4 separate regions of the Mus musculus genome follow, and all the other regions are linked to region 1. The links are chromatin contacts, called in public Hi-C and HiChIP or PLAC-seq maps. All regions are on one chromosome and are shown on one strand. The core of a region is the stretch at or near the end of the contact, and the rest is flanking DNA. Distances in the headings are between cores, read along the strand shown. Region 1 has its middle 31 kb from the start of I730028E13Rik. Region 2 overlaps Gm34974 (a long non-coding RNA gene). Region 3 has its middle 8.3 kb from the start of Gm34828. Region 4 overlaps Gm34974 (a long non-coding RNA gene).

Evidence for each region. HiChIP or PLAC-seq counts read pairs in DNA pulled down with a chosen protein or histone mark. A called contact is a pair of places that touch in the nucleus more often than the background predicts.
Region 2: a Hi-C map of uterus shows a contact between it and region 1, with 4 times the contacts expected there. The contact joins two enhancer-like sites. A contact is called at or near these places in 1 of 15 datasets of contacts at CTCF or cohesin (large pre-B cells), 6 of 484 Hi-C or Micro-C datasets (the N1E-115 cell line, bone marrow-derived macrophages, granulocyte-monocyte progenitors and 2 more), 3 of 115 datasets of contacts at active chromatin or transcription factors (embryonic basal ganglia, large pre-B cells and microglia) and 1 of 9 other capture datasets (embryonic stem cells).
Region 3: a Hi-C map of bone marrow-derived macrophages shows a contact between it and region 1, with 15 read pairs. The contact joins two enhancer-like sites. A contact is called at or near these places in 3 of 15 datasets of contacts at CTCF or cohesin (CD8 T cells, large pre-B cells and pro-B cells), 2 of 484 Hi-C or Micro-C datasets (bone marrow-derived macrophages and memory CD8 T cells), 3 of 115 datasets of contacts at active chromatin or transcription factors (T-cell acute lymphoblastic leukemia, fibro-adipogenic progenitors and microglia) and 1 of 9 other capture datasets (embryonic stem cells).
Region 4: a RAD21 HiChIP or PLAC-seq map of pro-B cells shows a contact between it and region 1, with 8 times the contacts expected there. The contact joins two enhancer-like sites. A contact is called at or near these places in 3 of 15 datasets of contacts at CTCF or cohesin (large pre-B cells, pro-B cells and stem cell-derived epiblast-like cells), 1 of 484 Hi-C or Micro-C datasets (bone marrow-derived macrophages), 3 of 115 datasets of contacts at active chromatin or transcription factors (embryonic basal ganglia, embryonic stem cells and large pre-B cells) and 1 of 9 other capture datasets (embryonic stem cells).

What each region holds. Positions count from the first base shown.
Region 1 is chr9:61,167,206-61,170,891 of GRCm38.p6, reverse strand. No RefSeq gene overlaps it. Among named protein-coding and RNA genes, the nearest start is that of I730028E13Rik, 31 kb to the right of the region's middle. Within about 2 kb of position 1,796, at least 49 of the 459 cell types and tissues checked have an H3K27ac peak or open chromatin away from gene starts, as enhancers often do. A contact at or near this core is called in pro-B cells and uterus, where this site is marked.
Region 2 is chr9:61,893,241-61,897,108 of GRCm38.p6, reverse strand. The region is part of intron 1 of Gm34974 (a long non-coding RNA gene); the gene reads left to right. Among named protein-coding and RNA genes, the nearest start is that of Gm34974, 3.6 kb to the left of the region's middle. Within about 2 kb of position 1,883, at least 11 of the 459 cell types and tissues checked have an H3K27ac peak or open chromatin away from gene starts, as enhancers often do. A contact at or near this core is called in uterus, where this site is marked.
Region 3 is chr9:61,829,031-61,832,351 of GRCm38.p6, reverse strand. No RefSeq gene overlaps it. Among named protein-coding and RNA genes, the nearest start is that of Gm34828, 8.3 kb to the right of the region's middle. Within about 2 kb of position 1,906, at least 19 of the 459 cell types and tissues checked have an H3K27ac peak or open chromatin away from gene starts, as enhancers often do.
Region 4 is chr9:61,857,651-61,861,462 of GRCm38.p6, reverse strand. Gm34974 (a long non-coding RNA gene) reads left to right here. Exons shown (of 6, transcript XR_001779199.2): 6 at 433-1,286. Among named protein-coding and RNA genes, the nearest start is that of Gm34828, 37 kb to the right of the region's middle. Within about 2 kb of position 2,067, at least 46 of the 459 cell types and tissues checked have an H3K27ac peak or open chromatin away from gene starts, as enhancers often do. A contact at or near this core is called in pro-B cells, where this site is marked.

The DNA.
Region 1 (3,686 bases), core at 547-3,046:
CAGAGATCCCTGGAACAGACTGGCTAGCATGACTAGCCATACTGTCAGTCCCTCTTCAGGGAATAAAGGTCAGAGCAATGTGTAGAAGACTCAAGAGATCAATCTCTAGCCTCCACGCACAGCACATACTTGTGCCCACATATCTGTGAACACATATGCACATAGACTGCACACTTATTCATGAAAAACAAAAGCAAAAGAGTAGGTCATGCCTCCAAGAGCCACAAGGCTGTCCTGGGCTAGGGGACATCTGATCAGCTGTCTGCTACTGTATGGAGGCTGAAGGTGGGCATGAGGCTTTGAGAAGCTCCAAACTACTTAGAGAGTTGTCCCACTATCTGGAGAAATAGAACTTGTTCCTGTGCATTTATTCTAAAACCATTTTCTAAGGAAATTTCTCATAGATTTTTTTTTCCTAGCTTTTTCCTAGTACTTTGCCAAAGGCCTTTCCCATAATGCTGACTTGCATTCTTGTTAGTAAGCCCTGCCGGCCACCCTGCGCTGTAACACAGGATGCCCTCAAGACCTGGGCTGGTTGTGCTCAGAACCATGGGCAGCTCCTGGTGGCCGAGAGCAGCTCTGTCTTAGTGTGGCTCAGACTCCATGACCCTCCCCCCACCCCCCTAGAAGCAGGCAGTGTATTAAGTCACCACGGCCTGTACCTCCCTGAGCCAATAAAGATGCAGTTCTTGGATGAGTAGCAGGTATCTTTGGCTAGAGAAGCAGTGGGATAGGGAAAGGCAGGTCTTGGCTTTGGGGGCTGCCTTTGTTGCCAACAGACTCAACCCATCCTGGTAGACTCAGGTTTAGAAGTTGGAAGTGACCACAGGTGGCCTTGAAGTGAACTCTCCTTGTCATCACTGGAAACATTCTGGAACCTCGGGAGAAGATACCGGCACATGTAAGTGGCATACGTATGGAAAAGTCTTACATCTGATCTAGGGTCGTAAGCCCCTGCTTCCACATGGTGAGTTTCCCCCGCTGCTCAGCCTTGAGTGTGGGTCCCTCTGATCTGCAGAATGGCCTGTATCTCAGTGTCTATTTTTATCTATAAAAATAGTTGTTTCAAGCTGAGACCTTGGATGAAGATGTGGGGAACATGTGCATCAAATTTGCAGATGACTCCAAGCTGGAGGAGCTGACAGATTTAGAGTCTGGGATGATCTCGACAGTGGAGAATGTTGGGTCAAAAGCAAGCAGATGAAACTCAGCATCAATAAATCTAATGTCTCGAACACGGTTTCCAAAACGAAATTGCACAAGGGCAGTGTGAGGGAGACCTGGCTTGCCTACAGCTCTCATAAAGATCAAGAGGTTCTAAAGTCTGCCTCAAGTTCAACATGAGCCAGCTGAGTGATAGGGCAGGCTCAGGAGGGAAAAGGAACCTAACCAAACACCCTAATAAATGCTTATTATTCATTAACCCTTGGTGATGTAGGGAGGGAAGGATGGCACGGTTGACCTCCATGTTAGGCCCAGAGTAGGGGGCGGACAACAAAATGAGTGGTACTTACTGAGAACTTCCCATGCACCAAGAAGCGCCTTAGTTCACACCATCATCACTTATGAGGACATGGGCCAAGGCACAGGGTACAATGACAGCCCCCAAAGCCACTGCCCTATGGGTGCCTCGTGGGTGGTGGACCCATGCTCTGGACCTCCTTGCTGTCTGTCCGTTAGACACCTTGTCTGCTTTCTCTTCCTCATTTTACAGATGTGGTGACCAGACCGGACGTGTGAAGACTACGCGTCTGCAGTCACAGGGGGTGAACTGCAGACTCAGGCTCTCGTGGGAGCCTCTCATCTGTGCCTCCCTGTCCTATCTCCTGGCCAAAAGCCAATGCCACAGGGTAGCCAGGTGCTAACCCATAAGACTAAGACTCAGGGTTCTAAGGCATTTCCTGTGGCTCTGCTCAGGGGAGTTTCATCCACTTTGCTTCTTCAGATGTGAGAGTGCATGGGATTAGCGCTTTTCCTGTCAGAGGAAGTCTCACCTGGAGCACTTAACTGAACCTTAATGGGGCACTCCTACGAGAGAGCCATGAGACCCTCTGCGAGGGATCTCCTTATGTTCGTCAACATTTAAAATCGTTACCCATTTAAACTATGGAAGCCCATTTTTTAGCCCCCCTCCACTCTTGCATCTTCCTAACTTGCTACAGTAAACTAAGTTTTCAATTTAAGAAATCATCAGTTGAGTGCCTATATATGAACATGTGTACATATATGTGCATGTATGTATATATGCCAGCATCCTGGAGGTTTTGAGTGAGCAATTTTTCAGAGAAACTTCACAGAAACTCCACTATTATCATTTCATCATGAGGGAATTAGTTTTAAAGGGTGTCCAACTGGACCCATTTGCCCAGAACTGAGTAGTCTCTGGGGACACAGGTCTTACCACTGTAAAAAGCCAAAACCAAAGCCCAAAACATCTCCCTGCTCCCCACAAAAAACCCCAAACCCAACAAGATGGTTTGGGGCTGAGGAGCCAACTTAGTCAGTAAGTGTTTGCTATGCGAGCATGAGAACATTAGTCCAATCTCCTGTGGGCCATAAGCACACATCCATCTACGGTCCTTGCACAGACAAGCAGATAGAGCCCTTGAGCCTGCTGGGCAGCCTGCCTGGCCTACTTGATTAATTCCAGGCCAGCAAAAGATCCTGACTCAAAAAACAAGGTGTATGGCATCTGAGAAATGACACCCAAGGATGTCATACCCTACACACACACACACACACACACACACACACACACACACACACACACACACACACAGGTTTAAGTCTAGGCAAACTGGGACAGGGTAGTCACCTTAGGCTTAGAGAAGTTAATTACACAGGAAATAGCTTTAAAACCAGTTCCCCTGATACTAAGTCAATACAGATACAGAATATAAAATAAAGTCACTAGGCCTGGAGACCCTCCTGCTTTTATTTCTGTATTTTCAGTTCTAGGTCAGGAGACCAAGTTCCCAAATGAATGGAGAAGAATGTCTTCTCCCTGGGGTTGTCCTGAACCTGCTGGTTTCAGATAGCTAGAACGGTGCTCAGGCATCCGGGACAAGTTTGTTCCCACCGTCTCTCCCTCTCACGCTGCATGGAGAGCAAGCTGTGTCTCTGAGACCAGGAACGATGGGCACAGGGTGGGAGCATGACAAGCCACTCAGCTGTCGAACGGGAAACAGATTTGCAAGTCATAGTTTGAGATGGACATTGGCCAGCTAGGCTGTGCTAGCCTATCAAGGGAACATGACCATGGAGGCAGGAACCCAAGAATAAATGGAGACAGTGGTTTTCCAAAGTTGTGAGAAAGAACATACGCTACTGTGAGGCTGCAGAGACCCAAAACTAGGGGCAGAGAGACAGGGTGACCAGGTGCAGGGGATCCTGTAAGGTCCCGGATAGTGAGGGAGAGACTGGCTAGGCAGACCTCAGCTCCTTTCCCATCCTGGGACCCTCTAGAAGATGTTGGCTCCCTTCCCCACAACTGTAAATATTTGTACATTCCCAAGTTATAAAGTGAGCTCTTGGCTTACAAGGGTCACGATGATAGGCCTGTTCAGGAAACAGTTTGTTCAGTGTTTCTTTAGGCCGATTTTCTGAGACTCCTTGTCATCTATGTTTGGAGTGGACACAAGACGCCCCCCCCTCTCTCTCTCTCTCTGTGTGTGTGTGTGTGTGTG
Region 2 (3,868 bases), core at 634-3,133, 730 kb before region 1:
CCTTCAAGTAATTTAGAATACAACTTAATTCAGTCTACTAATTGTTTTAGGGAAGTCCCTCCATCCCTCTCATACATACTGTTTTGTTTATACCTCCTGGGTATACCTGAGGTTGTGCTCCGTGCACAGGAGGAGGCATGCGCCACTGATGCCTTCCAAGCCTGCAAGACCTTACTCGGTGCACTGGGAAGAGACCAAGAGGTCCAGGGCCTTTTCCTGATTCTTGTGGTGACTGTGGCAAGATTCAGTTGGGAGGTCAGGCTCCCTGGGTTTAAGGTGACTCTGGGCTTTGCCTCAGGACCTCAGGTCTGTCCTGGAGCTGTGCTAATTAATGCAGGGCACTGGACTGGTTTACTGGACAAGTCATTTTGCATATGGACACTGCTGGCTGCACTCAAGGAGTTGTCTGTGATCCTGTCCCTGCCTCCCTTCAGAAGGTCAAGGGCTCTCAGTAAATACACCTGCTGGTTGTTTACAGAGCTCAGGCTGGAGACCAGATTAGGCACTTCCCTGGGAGCAAGGCAGAGTGCCGGTGCCAGCTCAGGGCCTGGGCAAGCAGACCTGAGGTGTGTGTGAGGGTCTCTTAGAAACTTGTCTGTGGCTGGGCAGTGGTGGCGCACGCCTTTAATCCCAGCACTTGGGAGGCAGAGGCAGGTGGATTTCTGAGTTTGAGACCAGCCTGGTCTACAGAGTGAGTTCCAGGACAGCCAGGGCTACACAGAGAAACCCTGTCTCAATAACAAACAAACAAACAAACAAGAAACCTGTCTGTGCTTGTGTTTGTCGTGGGGAGAACAGAGCTGTTGGCTTCTGACAGAGCCACAATGTGTTTTCGCTGTTCTTTTGGTGTGATGCTCCGTAGGTCTCTTAGATGGCTTCCCCAGGCTCTGGGCCATGCCTATCTCTAGAACACTTCCTGGGAGTGGAAGAACAGGATGGATGCTTACATCAGCAGGGGACACCCAGCAGGAGGCTGCCCACAGGGAATCTTCCTCATGGAAACTGTCACTGCTCAGGACTCTATCTTCCCACCCCATCTTTGATGCATTGAGTCCACTGGACCTCTAGGACAGTGTCCAGTCAGGTCCTACTTCTTAGCCTCTCAGGCTGGACAATTGGGCTGGATGGAAGGTGTGTGTGTGTGTGTGTGTGTGTGTGTGTGTGTGTGTTGGGGGGGTGGCAATTAGCAGATGATACCTGGCAGCTTGAAGCTGGTGGCCTCAAGGCCAGTTGGATGAGGGAAGCCGAGGAGTTTGAGCGATGCCAAGAAGCCATGGGTACAAGGGAGTGGAGGGGATGAATCTTAGAGATCCAGACTGAGCTGGGCACAGAGCGAAAGAGCCCGAGAAGACCCTGTCTTTGAGTGCTAGAAGGCTGTATGCTCCATTCTGTCATAGATCTTTGCAGGCTTTCAGCCCCTCTGTATCACTTTTACTCATTGTTGTGTGTGGAGCTTAGGTGTGCATGTGGAGGTCAGAGGGCAGCTTTGTGAAGTTGTTTCTTTCCTGCAAGGAAGGGACAGAACTCAGGTTGCCTTTCCAACTGGATTCCTCGCAACACAGACTGGCTCCAGTAGAATCAAGGCAACTGCTAGGCTGGAAATCTCTCCCAAGAGGACCCACTGACCGCAGGAAGAGCCTGAGGCACAGATTGGGGTCCTCTCTAGCTAGCTAGCGTGGCTCTCTCTCTCTCTCTCTCTCTCTCTCTCTCTCTCTCTCTCTCTCTCTTTCTCTCTCTCTCTCCACTTGTCAGCTCCAGTGTGGCCTGGCATAGTTTCCCCCTGCGGGTTGGAGTCAGATCTCAAACAAACTGCCTTTCTCAGGAGGCAAGCACCGGAGAACGGACCAATCACCGTTCCAGCAGTCACGTTGGTCTCTGAGATCTTAATCTCTGCTGGCCAGCTATGCTGGAAAAAGCTTCAAGGTGAAACCAGATCTTTCTGAGCAAAGCCTGCCTGGGCTGTTCTTTCATCTACTCACCCAGGCCAGAGGGCGAGAAGCACCTCCTGGTGACGGTGGTCAGCCCACAGTCGCCCAAAGCTCAAAGAATCTGTGAGTCCTCCTCTCAGTTCCCTCTGCCTGTGGGGAGCACCTAGCTGGGCCCTGAGCACTGGGGAGTCAGTTAGAACCTCCCAGCTGTCCTTTGCCTGGAGGAAGGTGTGTGAGGAAGAGGGAAACATTTATAGTCCCACACTGGCAGCAGCCGTCCATGCAGGTAGGTCACCGTGTGGTCTTGACCGTGTCTTCTAATGGTCTAGGGCCTTAGAGTAGGTGTCTGTAATCCTACGTCAGCAATACGGCTGTGGCCCAAGACACTTGCTAACCAAAGGCTGTGGGCAAGAATTCCAGGAGCCATTCAATTCCTCATTGTCTAGCTGGGCATGTGGCCTAGTTGGTAAAGAGCTTGCTTGGCACACGAGAAGCTCTGGGTTTGATCCCTGGTACCACATAGACTAGGGGTGGTGGTCCACTCCTGTAATCCCAGCACTTGTGAGGCAGGAGGATCATCCTAGCAATTCTAAGGCCAACTGGGATACATGGCACCCATCCCACAATAAAACCAACCCAAAATTCCACCACCACCACCAGTTCCAACAACTAACAAGTATTCACTGCCAATAGCACTCACTCGATCTGTATGCGACCTTGGCCACTCATCTCAGGGGCCTTGTTTCCATTTTGAAGGGGGCTCCTGTACACTGCCTGGGCTTCTCTTGAACTCATGGGTTCATCATCTTCATATACATTCATTGTACTAATTTGCTAGTTTTTCTGAGACAGTCTGTAGCGCAGGCTGGCCTTAAACTTGTGGCGATTCTCCTGTCCCAGGCTCCTGAATGCCAGGATTACAGGTGTGTAGCATCCCACCCACTTTCAAGTTGGTGACCTCAGCCTCCTCAGGAGTTGGGACAACAGGGGCACACTGGTACCTCAGCTTGGTGTGGTTTTCCTGTTCACTTTATAACACGGATAGAAAAACACGCTCATTTGAAGCACACGGCTCAATGGATTTTGCTAAATGTATGTCTAATGTTTTGATCTCTCCAGAAAGTTCTTCCTTGCCCCTGCCAGTCAGTATCCCCCACTTCCTGTCTGCTTTTCAGACTATGATTGGGGAACTCCTCTAATGAGGGTACAGGTGAGTTCTGCATCTACCTTCTCTCTTGTGTTGTGTTCATGACACTTGGGACAGGGTACCAGCCATTGGTATCTTGTCACGCTTGCAGTCTCTACTCCTGGGTAGGCCCTCAGTATGGACAGCTGGACAGTTTCTGACTCAACTTCCATCTTTTGGCCGCTATAGATAAAGGTTCTGTTTATCTTTGTATATGGATTTTGGAATAACTGTAAGTTTTCTTTTCTTTTCTTTTCTTTTCTTTTTTTCTTTTCTTTTTCTTTTTCTTTTTTTTTTTTAAAACAGGGTTTTCTCTGTATAGTCCTGGCTGTCCTGGAACTCACTTTGTAGACCAGGCTGTCCTGAAACTCAGAAATTCACCTGCCTCTGCTTCCCAAGTGCTGGGATTAAAGGCATGCATCACCACTGCCCGGCAAAAATTTATTTATTATATGTAAGTACACTGTAGCTGTTTTCAGACACACCAGAAGAGGGCGTCAGATCTCATTACAGATGGCTGTGAGCCACCATGTGGTTGCTGGGATTTGAACTCGGGACCTTCAGAAGAACAGTCAGTGCTTTTAACCGCTGAGCCATCTCTCCAGCCTGACTGTAAGTTTTTATACTCTGAGGTACATACCTCAGATGTATGCTACATACTTGCCTAATTTTATTTTGTTTACTGTGTGTGTGCCATGGTGAGCATGTGGAGGTCAGAGGAAGAGCTTGTGGGAGTCTGTTCTCTCCTCTTAGC
Region 3 (3,321 bases), core at 657-3,156, 660 kb before region 1:
TACCTTCCTGGCTTTTACATGGGCATCTGAATGATTCATGCACTGAGCCATCTCTCCAGTCCTGATGGCTTATATTGATTGTCACCTTGCAGAATCTACAGTCGCCTAGGGGACAAGCTTCTAGGCATACCTGAGAGGATCCAGACTAGATTCTCTGAGATGAAAAGAATCTCCCTAACTTGGGTGCACATTTTAGGGACTGGAGGCCTAGGCTGAAGAGAAGGAGGAAGTGAGATAAACAACAGCAGCACATCACATCTCCTTCCTGACTACCCTGGGTGCAACGTGGCCAGCTGCCTCAAGCTCCCACTCCCATGCCTTCTCTGCTGCAACGGGCTGCACACTGAAACTGTGAGCCGGAACAAACCCTTTCCCCTTAAGTTGCTTTTGCCAAGCATCGTGACACAGAAGCAAGATAAGTCATCAATCAATTCATCTGTTAAGGCTGGCCCTTTGGACCAGGAAGCCCCAGGTTAACAAAGACTGTGAAAGAATAGAGACGTGCCTTGTACACACAAGGTTTCCCATGATCTGGCGCAGAGTTGATACTTTGGCACATGCTTGGTGGACACACAAAGCCCACGAGGAGTGCGATGGCTGATGGCATGTGTTGATTTGCATATGCTACGGTGACTGGTGGTTTAGTCAGACACCAGCCAAGGTATCACAAAATATTTTATGTCCGAGACTAACATTTAAATCAATCAAGCCCACTGCCTGTTTCTGTCTAGGTGATTAGAAATCCAGTGGATTCCAGGCCGATGTTGTGAAGTTGAACTAGAGACTGTGATCTAGAGCCGAGGAGCCCCTCTCTTTGGCTTCTCTGGGGGCATATTGGTTGATGAAGAGTTGTCTTGAGCTGCACTTTATTCCAGGGACATCCTACCCATGGCCCAGGCATTGCTAGACCAGGCCTATGGTTATTTTGAGTGGCAGCAGGCAGAATGACATCATCTACAGAGTTCGTGATTGAGAATCATGCACTCAAGTTACAAAAATTGCAACAGAAACCACTTCATAGTATTTTAAGTAAGTTTAAAGTTTTGTCTTGGGCCAAATTCCCATATATTCTGGCCTGTACTTGCTGTCAGGTGGGTTAGACACTCCCGGCTATGTCATCTCGTCCCAAAAGCTTTAGGCACTGGTCAGCTCTGCAGACAGTGGACAGGGGACAGTTCACAACAGTTTCCCCTTCTCCCTTTCGACCTCCTTCTTTCTCTTTATATGTATATTCATGAGCGCGCGCGCACGCACACACACACACACACACACACACACAGACAGAGAGAGAGAGAGAGAGAGAGAGAGAGAGAGAGAGAGAGGAGAGAGAGGCATGTGTCTTTGTATGTGGCTCTCCATACCTAGCCATACATCTCTAGCTATTTTACTTCTGTGTTCTTTGACTCTTGGGGATCCTAAGTAGGGCAGAATTAGGGAGGCTATTGTCCTTGTGAGTAGTGATGACCTTGAACTACAAGTTGGGGACACTGGAAGCAGCCTCTGCAGAGAGACAGTCCATGATGGAGAGGAGCCTGTCTTACTAGCAGCTCTTTTCTGATCAGGGTCTCCCTAGGCATCCCAGATTGGCTGGAACTTGGGATCCTCCTGCCTCAGCCTCTCTGGGTGTGGGATTACAGATGTGCACTACCATGCTGGCTCACTAGCAAGCCATTCCTCTAGGTGGTCTGTCAACAAGACACACCCTGCTGATCTACCCCTGGCAGCGGTATCATGCTTTTTTGGATCCCCTTGGAAAATGGATGGAGGGGCTGTTATAAACTGGGACAACCCAATGGGGGCAGGTGCCATTCCCCAGTCTCCCCTGCCAGCCTTGGTGCCATCCTCCAGCTATGGTGCAGGAGTGTCAAACAGTAGAGGGCACCAGAGGCCTGTCTCTGCTGTGACAGCCTGTTTTGGTGGCATCAGGCATGTGTGGGCGAAGGTGGTGCGGCTGCTGTAGGAGGTGGTACTCTGTCGTAAACAGGGAGAGCTCCGGATTGCTGCTGTGCCTTTTTAACTGTAGTTTCATATGGCTGTATGAGGCCAACTACATCCAGTGGGCTACAGAGAGCACCTGGGACCAGGACCTGGGGGTGTGACGCGCCTTGGCTTCTCAGGAGTGGGTCTTACATGATTAGGTGCTTTTTCTCTCGGTCAGCTCTGCATTTCACTGCTGTGCGTCAAACCTGGGAGGGCAAGCTAGGAGCCAGGACAAAGCACAGTGGGGCGCAGTGTACCAACAGCCAGGCTGCATGGCCCAAAGTGATGAGGCTGTCCCCAGACTTCTTCTCTCCAGTACCTTGAGTTTCACCATCACACTTCTGCCCACTGGCTGCCCTACTCCCACCTCTCTACTCTGCACAATGTTCTGGTTTCAGGAAGAAGGGAAGGATGGAGGTTGGGGAGGGCGGCGACTGACAGTAACAGTTTTCACGGACAGATGCGCCTGGGGGTGGGGTGATGCAGGGGTGGTGCCATGTGGGATGGAGAGCTTCATCCTTGCTCTGCTTTGAACTGGTGTTCCGTTCCAGCAGCTGCATGTATGCTCTGCTGAGCCTTTCCTTTCCAGAGCTTCGGTTTCCGTCTCTGTAAAAAGGGGCTCAGGTGATCTGGGGTTCTCATCTGGTCCTTGTACCTTGAGGTCCATGTGTTGAGGATCAGGCTCAGGGAGGCACTTTGGTCTTGGGGAAGGGATGGGAAGGAAACAGACTCTGAGAGTTGTTAGCTGGCTGTGCTGTTCTGCCAGGAGTTGTTCCAGCCTCTGCTCCTGTTTGATCTCCTTTGGTGTTGGCACGTGGTCATGATTGACACATCTCCAGATCACACAAGACCAAGGTCAGGTGAAATCTGTCACCTCTAGCCCTGCTTGGCTCTCTAGGAAGAGAGGTTGTTAGTGACACCAAATTTCCCACACTCCCTATCTGTCTTCTGTAGGTCACTGTCCTTTACTTCCCGGCTGTGACCCCTCCCACATGGGCAGATGATCTGTCCTCCAGAATGTCAGGCATGATCTGTGGGCAGTCACCTAGGGATGGATTGGGGCGGGACATGGAACTGTTCCTTGGCACTCAGCTGTGGGGTACTTCTTTTTGGAATGACTTTGTTGTCCCTCCTCTAGGATGGCCAACTCCTGAGGCTCCAACCTCTTCATAAGGCTACTCCTGGGTGGGACTGGCTAGAGATGCAAGTCTTCCTCAGTCCTTCAGTCTATTTACCTTGGCTCAAGCTCTGGATGCTTGGGGATGTAGTAGGGAGAGAGACCACTTTTTGGATGTCTCCAGCACTCCCAGGATTCCATCCTAGAGTCTTAGAGTTCAGCAG
Region 4 (3,812 bases), core at 818-3,317, 690 kb before region 1:
CACCTTTGACTCCAGCACATAGGAGGCAGAGACAGGCAGATCTCTGTGAGTTTGGGATGAGTCTGGTCTATAATGAGTTTTAGGCCAGCCAGAGTTGCACAGTGAGACCTTGTCTTGAAAGCAAAACAAAACTGTGTGTGCACAGACTGCAGGATCCGCCTTTGATAAGAATTCTTGAGGACTGTCAGGGCTCCCACTTACCAGAGCTTCTGATGTTTAGAATTTCTAGTTTTTAAAGATAAACAATATGTCCTAACCCACCAAGATTACCATTGCTGAGCTGATATCAGCGGTTGGCAGATGCACTGAGCCCTTTTTTAGGTTAGGAATGTCATTTGACTGTGTCCCATGACATGGTTGTGTTTGTCACCGATGGAGCCATTGGGTATCACTTGGTTCTTGTGTTCACCGTTCTCTGATTTCTCTTGTCAGGAGAGCTTCATTTGGACCCACTCTCAGGCATTGTGACTTCATCCCTTGTGCAGAGCTGTGAGGTAGAATTCAGACCCAGCTAATCAGAGATTCCCCTGGCCAAGGTGGTTGATTCTGGATGGTCATATGACCCAAAGAGAGTAAGTCACGTCTTGGAATGAGATCGCTCCCTCTCTGAAGGATGGGAAGCTGAGGAGGAACTGAACGGATGATGGAACGGATACTACAAAAGACAAAACTGTCTGCCTATTGGCTGCTCAATCTACGAGGCTGCATGTCCCAGCACTCATCTGGCCTGGACTGCCTGGGGGATTCCTGGAGAGCCACTGGTCTTCAGACCATATCAGAAGACCCAATAAGCTGGGTTCTGACATCAGCAATAGGTGGCTTCAGGGAGGATGTCGAGGTAGATGTGCTCATCAACAGGAAGCAAGGCAGGCAAATGAGCATCATTGCTCTCCCCTCAACATCAGCCTCATATCTGGGCGCCACCCACTCTAGGAGTGTCTTTTCTCTCCTCTGTCAATCCTTCTCAGAAATGCTCTCATAGACTTATCTGCTCAAAGACCTTAGTTGATTTCCTGATCCTACCAAGCTAGCTATTGCAGAGGGTGTAAGACCAGAAGTGACCACTAGAGGACACTGTGTCTAAGAGGTTTGCTGGGCGGTTCCCACCCAAAGTGGGCAGGAGCTGGAGTTAGAAACCAGGCTTGCTCAGGCATACAACATTTTTTTTTTATTTCAGTGAGTTTGAGCTGTTTGTGTGCTGCTATGTGCAACTTGAAGTGTCATAGTTGACATAAGAGCAAGTGTCCTTCATATTCCTGCTTGAAACTCAAGAGGGCTTGATCTGTGAAGGAGGTGGTAGCAATTTCAACCAGAGGGCTTTGTAGATCTGCTATTAGATGGCTGAATGCTGGTGGGTTTTCCTGGGGAGATGGTCTATTGCAGAAGATCTGGAGAGGAAAGGGATGGGTATCAGTCTGTGCCATACAGATCTGGATCTGGAGAGAGACAGAGACAGAGACAGACAGAGAGAGGGAGAACGAGAGAGAGACACAGGGAGAGAGGCACAGAGGCAGACAGAGACAGGAGAGACACAGAAACAAACAGAGAGACAGGAGACACACACACACACACACAGAACAAGAGAGAGAGAACGAGAGACAGACAGAGAGAGAGAGAGAGAGAGAGAGAGAGAGAGAGATCTGGATACAAAATAAAACCAAGCACCAGCCACCAGCACCTACAAACCAGTCACCTTGAAGGAAGCTTCCCTCAAAAGCTGTAGTGTGGTAGGTGGTATCACCCCAAGTGACCCAGGTGGAAGAGAGGGCTGCTTCCTGTCACTTCCGGTGTAGAGGGTTGAGTTAATTTCCTGCCCGAGGCTCCACTGCGGCTGGTTTCTACAAGTCCCTGTGTTTATTAATTCATTTACGCAGTTAACCCCCCCTCTTTCCATTCCCCCCTCACGTCTCCAGCAGCCATTCCAATAAGCTTTCTTACTAACCTGTTCACACACAAAATGATCCTACCTCGAGTCTTAAATGGCTTATCAATCACAGTCCTAGGTCTGAGTGTTTCCTTCCCCTGTGGCTTTAAGATCCATCAGGTCGCCGCGTGCACGTTTGACCCCTCCCTTCCCTTTGCCTAGCACACACACTTCAGATCGGGCGTCCCCTGCGTCCTCTTCTGTGCTCTGAGCCTCTGAGCTCTGCTGCCCAACTCCCTCTCGCAGGTCAGCTGGAGATTGGAAGCGTTCCTGTGGCTTCAGCTTGGAGGCATCACCAAGGTGGCCCACGGGTCGCCCCTGTGGAAGGGGCTGGCCTATGAGGACAGCAAGACAAGGCTGCCTGTCAGTTGATGACAACCCACAGAATTGGACCTTATGGGGCATGAATTTGAAGCTATAAATTCTGAGTGACTTTCTTAGGTGGCCATGGGTCACTACACAGTCCACAGAGAGGGGTTGTCAGGTTGTACAGTTCCTGTGTCATTGGTGTTTGGAGAATTAATCTGTGCTTGCACGTGTGCAAATACACACACACATGGATGTATGTGTTCATAGGAGAGCCTCAGTTGACATTAGGTGATGTTCACCTTTTTAAAAAAAATGTATTTATTTTTATTTTACCTTCATGAGTGTTTTGCGTGCATATATGTATGTATGCTGTGTGTGTGCCTGCCACCCATGGAGGACAGAAAGGGGTGCTGGATTCTTTGAAACTGGAGTTACAGATGGTTGTGAGTTGCCTGATTTGGGCACTGGGAACCAAACTCTTGTTTTCTGTATGAGCAACAGATGCTGTTAACCACTGAGCCACCTCACAAACCTTGCATGCCGTTTTTTGAGACAGAGTCTGTCACTGCATGCATGGCTCTGCCTGCAGTTGTCTCCCCTGCCCCTTCCGCAGATCTGGGCTTCTGAGGAAGCTCCTGTGCTGTGCAGGACAAGGTGGGTAGCTTCATAACCCACAATGATCCCTGTTTAGTGAGGGCTGCAAAACAGAGCTGAGCCTCCTCCCTGGCACCATTTCGCAGGGGCCTCCTGTTTCTCCGAGGCCCCACATTTCTAGATATTTTTGAACAGTACAAGATCCTGGTCCATGATGGTCCCAGAGCTTTAGCGGAGTGACAGCACTCTTAAACCCAGAAGATGCGTTAGTGGCCTAGCCTCCCCAGGCAGGGACATCCAAAGACTGGGGTGTGCTCAGTCTCGCTGGCTGCAGCTGCAGGCAGGAGTGTGTAAGGCCTGTGGTCAGACCTGAGTGGGGCTGAGAGGGGCCAGGCAGAGACCCCAGGGTTGCTCTTGGTCTGTACCTACCCCTTCCTCAGGCGTAGGAAGTGTGGCCAAGACCTCGTTCCAGAATGATCTGGGCAAATCAGCAGGGAAACCTGAGAGTTCAAGACCAGTTAGTTCAAGAGGGAAATAACCCACCAGCACTCATAAGTGGCTGCCGCTGACGTGAGGTCACTAAGTCATTAAATCGCATCTCTTGCCTTTTGCCTTCTGTGGCTTCTGGCTGGCTTTCAGCTTCACCACTGTGTGTGTGTGTGTGTGTGTGTGTGCTTCCTTTTTCTCTTTCTGGGGTGTGGGGGCAGGATCCAGGCCTCGGTTCTCCTCTAGCCCAGGCTGGACTCCAACTTAGTATGTAGCCAAGGCTGACCTTGAACTTCTGACCATCCTTTATCTACCCTTTCAGTGCTGGGATTACTGCTCCGTGCCATCATCCCTAGTTTGATACTGTGCTGGGGACAGACCTGGGGCTTTGTCCATGTTAGGAGAGCATAACTGAGCTACATCCGTAGCCAGCCTCTGCTAGGTGTCCTCCCCCTCCCCCATGGAGCTAGAAAGATAGGACTGGGTATCTCAGTCTCTC